Linked DNA regions of Hordeum vulgare: region 2 is linked to region 1. The links are chromatin contacts, called in public Hi-C maps. All regions are on one chromosome and are shown on one strand. The core of a region is the stretch at or near the end of the contact, and the rest is flanking DNA. Distances in the headings are between cores, read along the strand shown.

Evidence for each region. A called contact is a pair of places that touch in the nucleus more often than the background predicts.
Region 2: a Hi-C map of seedling shows a contact between it and region 1, with 4 times the contacts expected there. The contact joins the promoter of LOC123412887 here to the promoter of LOC123413488 in region 1. A contact is called at or near these places in 1 of 6 Hi-C or Micro-C datasets (seedling) and 1 of 1 datasets of contacts at active chromatin or transcription factors (embryo).

What each region holds. Positions count from the first base shown.
Region 1 is chr7H:187,986,092-187,988,838 of MorexV3_pseudomolecules_assembly, reverse strand. It overlaps LOC123413488 (pumilio homolog 5-like), which reads left to right and starts at 1,390. Exons shown (of 10, transcript XM_045106428.1): 1 at 1,390-1,710; 2 at 2,395-2,747. The coding sequence starts at 2,399.
Region 2 is chr7H:188,599,954-188,602,700 of MorexV3_pseudomolecules_assembly, reverse strand. LOC123412887 reads right to left here and starts at 1,334. Exons shown (of 5, transcript XM_045105849.1): 1 at 1,032-1,334; 2 at 333-898. The coding sequence starts at 804. All of the region lies in intron 2 of LOC123412888 (a long non-coding RNA gene), which reads left to right.

The DNA of each region.
Region 1 (2,747 bases), core at 141-2,640:
TGGGTATTCAAGGCGGCGACGGCGTCCTCGTGTTCTAGATCCGCGACGACCGCGTCGTGGTGATCCGCGACAGTCGTGACCCGGTGATTCACGGCGTATCCGAGGCACCGATGGTGGAGTGGAGTCGACGATGTTCTGATGATCCGCTACGGTCGTGTCTTGTTGATCCGCGATGACGACGACGGTCGCGGGCATCCCCCTGTTCGATGGCTGCCGCATCTCGTTTAGGAGAGGAGGCATCGGCCGCGAAGGCCGCGTCCCGTCGTACCAACCAAGGTGGGAGGGATGATGGGAGGAGAGACGAAAAAAATTCAGACGAGGGTGGGAGGAGGGACAAAAAAGAACCCACACAAAAAGCGGAGGACGAAAAATAACCATGGACGCAATCCTACCAACCAAGCCTTTAGGACTAGATATAAAAGGTGAACCAACATGTGGTTGGATGGTTAGAGGGTCAGTGATATCCTGAGCCCATCAGAATTCAAGTCCCAAAGCTTGCATTATTTCTGAATTTATTTTCGGCGATGCGCATTCAGTGAGAGGAGACGTTTCCGTTGACAAGACTCTTAGACGACTTCGTAAATCTCACGATAATATGTCGGCTCAGTCTCTCAAAAATGCTCATAGCGATAGGATGTGTGTGTATACGTAGGGGTAAGTATATGCATGTTTATATGAATGCTTGCATTTGTACTGTGTTAATAAATAAATAAAGATAACAAATATTAGAACCGAAGTGCTTCGTGCAACACATGATCTTATCATTTGGGTATAAATTTTAGTCGACTTAAGGTTTAGGAAAGTCCAACTCTCCTTGTATTATTTTTTTGAATGTTTTACTCCGTATAGGTGTAAAATTTTAAACACACGGGTATTTTCTTCTTCTTCAACATAGTATAGACGCAATCGTTCATATACATGCGTATACACTCATCCTTATAAACACACACGCGCATACTCTATCTCTATGAACACCTCCGAAAGACTGAGCCGTCATATCATTTTAAGATTTTTGAAGTCATCGTCGACGAAAACGTCTCCTTGCATTAAAAGTGTATCATCGAAAATTTTAAAATAAATTCAGAAACAATACAAACACCAAGACTTGAATCATAATATGCTAGAATAATACTAATCCCTCTAACCATTCAACCAGAAATTGGTTTACACCCATATCTATATTTCTCTGCCGGAGCCATTTCCACGTTCCGAGTACAGCTGCTCCATTCGGGTGGCCGTAGCGTCCAGCGCACCTGCTACCGTCACCGAGCTGACCCCTGTGCCCCGTGCTCCGGCGACACGTTGGCGTACCAGATAGGCCCGTCACCGTCACCACCACCGCATCCCCGCCGCACATCATCTCCCAGCACGACCCTCAAAGCAGTGGGGACGACGCCGCCGCCCGCGGCAAGCAAGCGGTTCGAGGGTTTTAGACGCGACATCCCTTTTTCTCCGCCCGCAAAAGAGAAAGAGGGGAAGACCCAGAGAGGAGGAGCAAGGCTTCCAGAAGGAGAAGATCGTCGGCGACGAGAGGGAGAAGGGGGACTCGACCTGGTTCTTCTCCGGGGAGGGAGAGGGAGAGGGAAGCGAGGGCTGGCCAGTTGCCGCGGCTTGGGGCGAGGAGGTCAAGGTAAAGGAGGTGGCCGGGTTGGTGCCGGCTCTGGTGCTCGCCTAGGGTTTGGAAGCTTCGGCTGGCTCGGAGGCGCCAAGGTACCTATCCCTCTCGTTCGCTCTCCCTCGCTCTCTCCCGTATATAATCAGGCGACCTCACTAGAACAAGCACAAAAAAAGTCGTCTAAAAAGACTCACCGGAACAGAAAGGAACCGGGATTTTCCTCGATTTTGTTGTGATTTGGAGGTACAGGATTGAGGGTGTCGAGGACGGCCTAACTTTGTGTCCAGGTGTCTGATGGATTTGTGCCTGATTTCGCTGCCAAGCTCTTGCCTTTTAGGTGCAAATTGGGCGCTTTCGCTTTGGAATTGCTGTGTGCTTGGGCTGCAAGCATGCAATCCATTGCGTTAGGCTTCTCGTTGACAAGTCATTTCTATTTACCCCAAGTTATAATGCCACATTTTGGGTCATCCAGAGATTCCGAGGCTTGGTACCTTAGCATGTTTGGGTAGTCTCCTTGTATGTTATTATTATTCTGTCATTCATAGTTTCCTAATATGAAACATTAACTCTGGAAATCATTTGCTTCAACCAAGCTTATCTTGTTGCCTGCTGAATGTGCCAAATCGGTAAATCCAGTTACCCCTGAATGGATATACATAAAAAAGTTGATCTTGAATAGCTAGACTAGGAAAATGATAGAGTAGGAATGTAACTTGCTAATATAGTCAATTGATAAACACTAAATATTCATTTTCCCCCTCTCATCTGGTTCCTTGCAGTGTAATGGCCACACAGAGTGCTGTTCGGTTAATTGGAGGGGGAGGGGCTGGTGGCTGGACTAAGGATTTCGGAGCATTCGACTCTCCACTGGGAAATCTTCCTGGAGAAGGGCTGGGGTTTGTGGAGAGTGGCAGTGGGATTTATGGGGGCTGGGGGGAGTCTGTCCCAAATCGAAGTGGAAGCGCGCCTCCTAGCATGGAGGGATCTCTTGCTGCTCTTGGTAATCTTATAGGCCAGAAGAGTGGAAACTTCGACGCCAGTTTAGGTAACTTGGACAATGTGATTGGAAGTTCCACGGCCGAGGAGCAGTTACGTGCTGATCCTGCATACTTCGACTATTATGGTTCCAAGG
Region 2 (2,747 bases), core at 85-2,584, 610 kb before region 1:
CAGCAAATCAAACCACATTGTATAGCATTCAACTCGACACGCAAAAACTCTGAGCAACCATACAAAAGACTAGAATGTGCTATATTTTTCACCATGCAGATTTTTCAAATCTATCATTATACTAAAAAGGAAAATCGATGGTGTGCACTTCTAGGTGGACTAAATGGTGCCGTTACTTAGCAAAGAAGAGCGATAACTGAAATGTTGCTTTGAAACTAATATGCCAGCCAGATAGCAGCAGGAAAGTAAAACACATTGTGTGGCATTCAAGTCAAACACGCAACAACTCTAAGCAGCCATACAAGAAACTACAATGTGGTTATAATTTTCACCTGGATCCTTAAAGATCTGTGTAATCATGTTATCAAACGCCACCATTCTCTGAGAGTACTTATCATAGAGCGAGTCGAAGCCACATAGCGGGAACCCTTCACCGACGTCGGACTCCATCCACTCCCTGGAGCTACTCCCTTCCTCCTCCTCCTCCTCGTCCCCATCCTCCTCCACCTCAGCATTCTCATCCTCCGGGATGAGCACCATGAAGGTGTTCTTCCTCATGTCCTTGAGCCTCCGCTTCACCTCGTTGGTGATGAAATCGTCGTCCTCGTCCTCCTCTTCCTCCCCAACCTCCTCCCCCACGTTGGCCACACCGGCCCCTGCGGCCGCCTCAGGGTTCTCCTCGAAGACGTCACCCTCCAAACCCACATTCCCGGGGTTGGCCTCCTCTTCGCACTCCAAGGCCTCTCCCTCACGCCTGGAGCCCTTCCGGGCCTTGCCAAACTTCTTGAGCTTGAAGAAATCCATGACCCGGGAGCTCACTCCTAAAGCCGGAACCTACCCTCCCCCTTTGCCTTTCCCCGGTTGGTCCAGAGGCCGCGCGCGCTCACTTTCGCCTCTCCTGCAAGCAGCACGAGAATCGCCCGGTGCGTAAAAAGGACCCGACAGGGACGGGAGAATAAAACGAAAGGGACAGGAACAGGAGCGGCTCGCTAGAACCCTAGCGGATCAGCGGCGGCGCCGCCCGGAAATACCTCGCGGAATGGAACGATCTGCGGCCTGGGCTCGCGGGATCGGCCGGTGGAGAGCGGCGGCGGCGGCTAGGAGACGAGATCGAGGCGCCGGACACCGGGGAGAAAACGGCCGCGCCGACGAACCTCGGGACGGGAAGCTCCACCCCCTCGCGCCGGCGATTGGGCCGTTTGCTGCGGGGGCTGCGGCGCTGCTGGTTCTGATTCTGCTGCTGCTCCTCGTGAGCAGCCTCCCTCTCTCGCCTGGTGGCCTCGTGAGGTTTGGGGGCTTGAACTGGCACGGCGCGTCGCCGACCTGTTCCGTTTTGGTTTTGGGCGATGCCTGGAGTGGTTTAACCGCGGGGTTAGGAGGGGTTTAGGCGGCGGGGTTTGAATCAGGTTGGGGGGTTTTACCGCTTTACGGCGTGATTAGGATGGTCAAAGCGGGGAGTGTGTGTGAAGTGCATCGGAGACCGGGCTGAATGGTACGACGCCTGTCGTCGTCTCGTCTCCGCGAATACAATAGCAGCGAGCGGTCGAGGACTGCGGCAGGCTGCTGACGCTGGGGCTGGGACCCTGAACCTGTTTTCCCTTTCCTTTTTCAGGGGTCACGGGTTCTCAGTGCTCTCCTCACCACGGCGGGCCAAAATTTCGGGTTTTCCTTCGTGAAAAGTTCATTAGGATTTGACCCTGCTTCAAAAAAAAAAAAAAAATCGTACCCTAGGAATATTAGGAGTAGGGTTAGATAGCATACCGTCGAGACCTTCGACGATAGACAATTCATCCAACTGATGGCTGTCGTGACCTCCGTTCGACCCTACCGTTATAGGGCCCGACGGTAGGCTGTCTAACCCTATCGTCAGGGTCTTCGGCAGTAGGGCTCGCGCAGTTATAAGCTCAGGGGCTGGTTCGCTCATCCCTATCTTTTCCCCCACCCCGCCGCAGCTCCAACTGACGGCTGCCGTGACCTCCGTTCGACCCTACCGTCACAGGGCCAGACGGTAGGCTGTCTACCCCTACCGTCAGGGTCTTCGGCAGTAGGGTCCGGGCATTTATAAACCCGTGGGGCTGTTTCGCCCACCTCCCATCTTTTCCCCACCCCGCACGCAAGAACAAAGAATTCTCCTTCTTGCTCCCTCTCCCATCCCCTTCACTCCCTTCCTCGGATCTTCTTCGTTTGTTGACAGTTTTTGTAGATCGAGATGGCTTCGAAAATGGAAAAGTAAGCTCTTTCAATCCCTCCAATTAGTTTTAGTCAAATAGCTTTCGATTCGATCCATTATTTGCTTCAAATGAACCCTATTTTTTACTAGAGTTTCAATTTGGTTGATCCTAGGGTTATTTAGGTTGATTCTATATGATGTATGGGGTTGAATATGGACCCTAGTAACTAGGTGAAGAGATGCTATGTAGTTTGAAGATGAACCCTAGTTCATGTTAAAAAATGAATGCCATATGATATATGTTGGGGGGATTCTAACTAGTGATGGATGATGTAGTTGATGGATGATGTTGAATGGATGGATCATATATTGCAATGTTTGAATACAATGGATTTTGGTGAATTATGCATATGCATATTTACGTATTTTTGTACAAATGTTGAATACATGAATGAATGATGTTCAAAATAAAATTGAAAATGGTTTAATGATGTTGAATGAATGATGTTAGTTGAATATGATTAATTTGTATTTATCGCTTATGATGGTTGAATGTGATATGAATGTTTGTTGAATA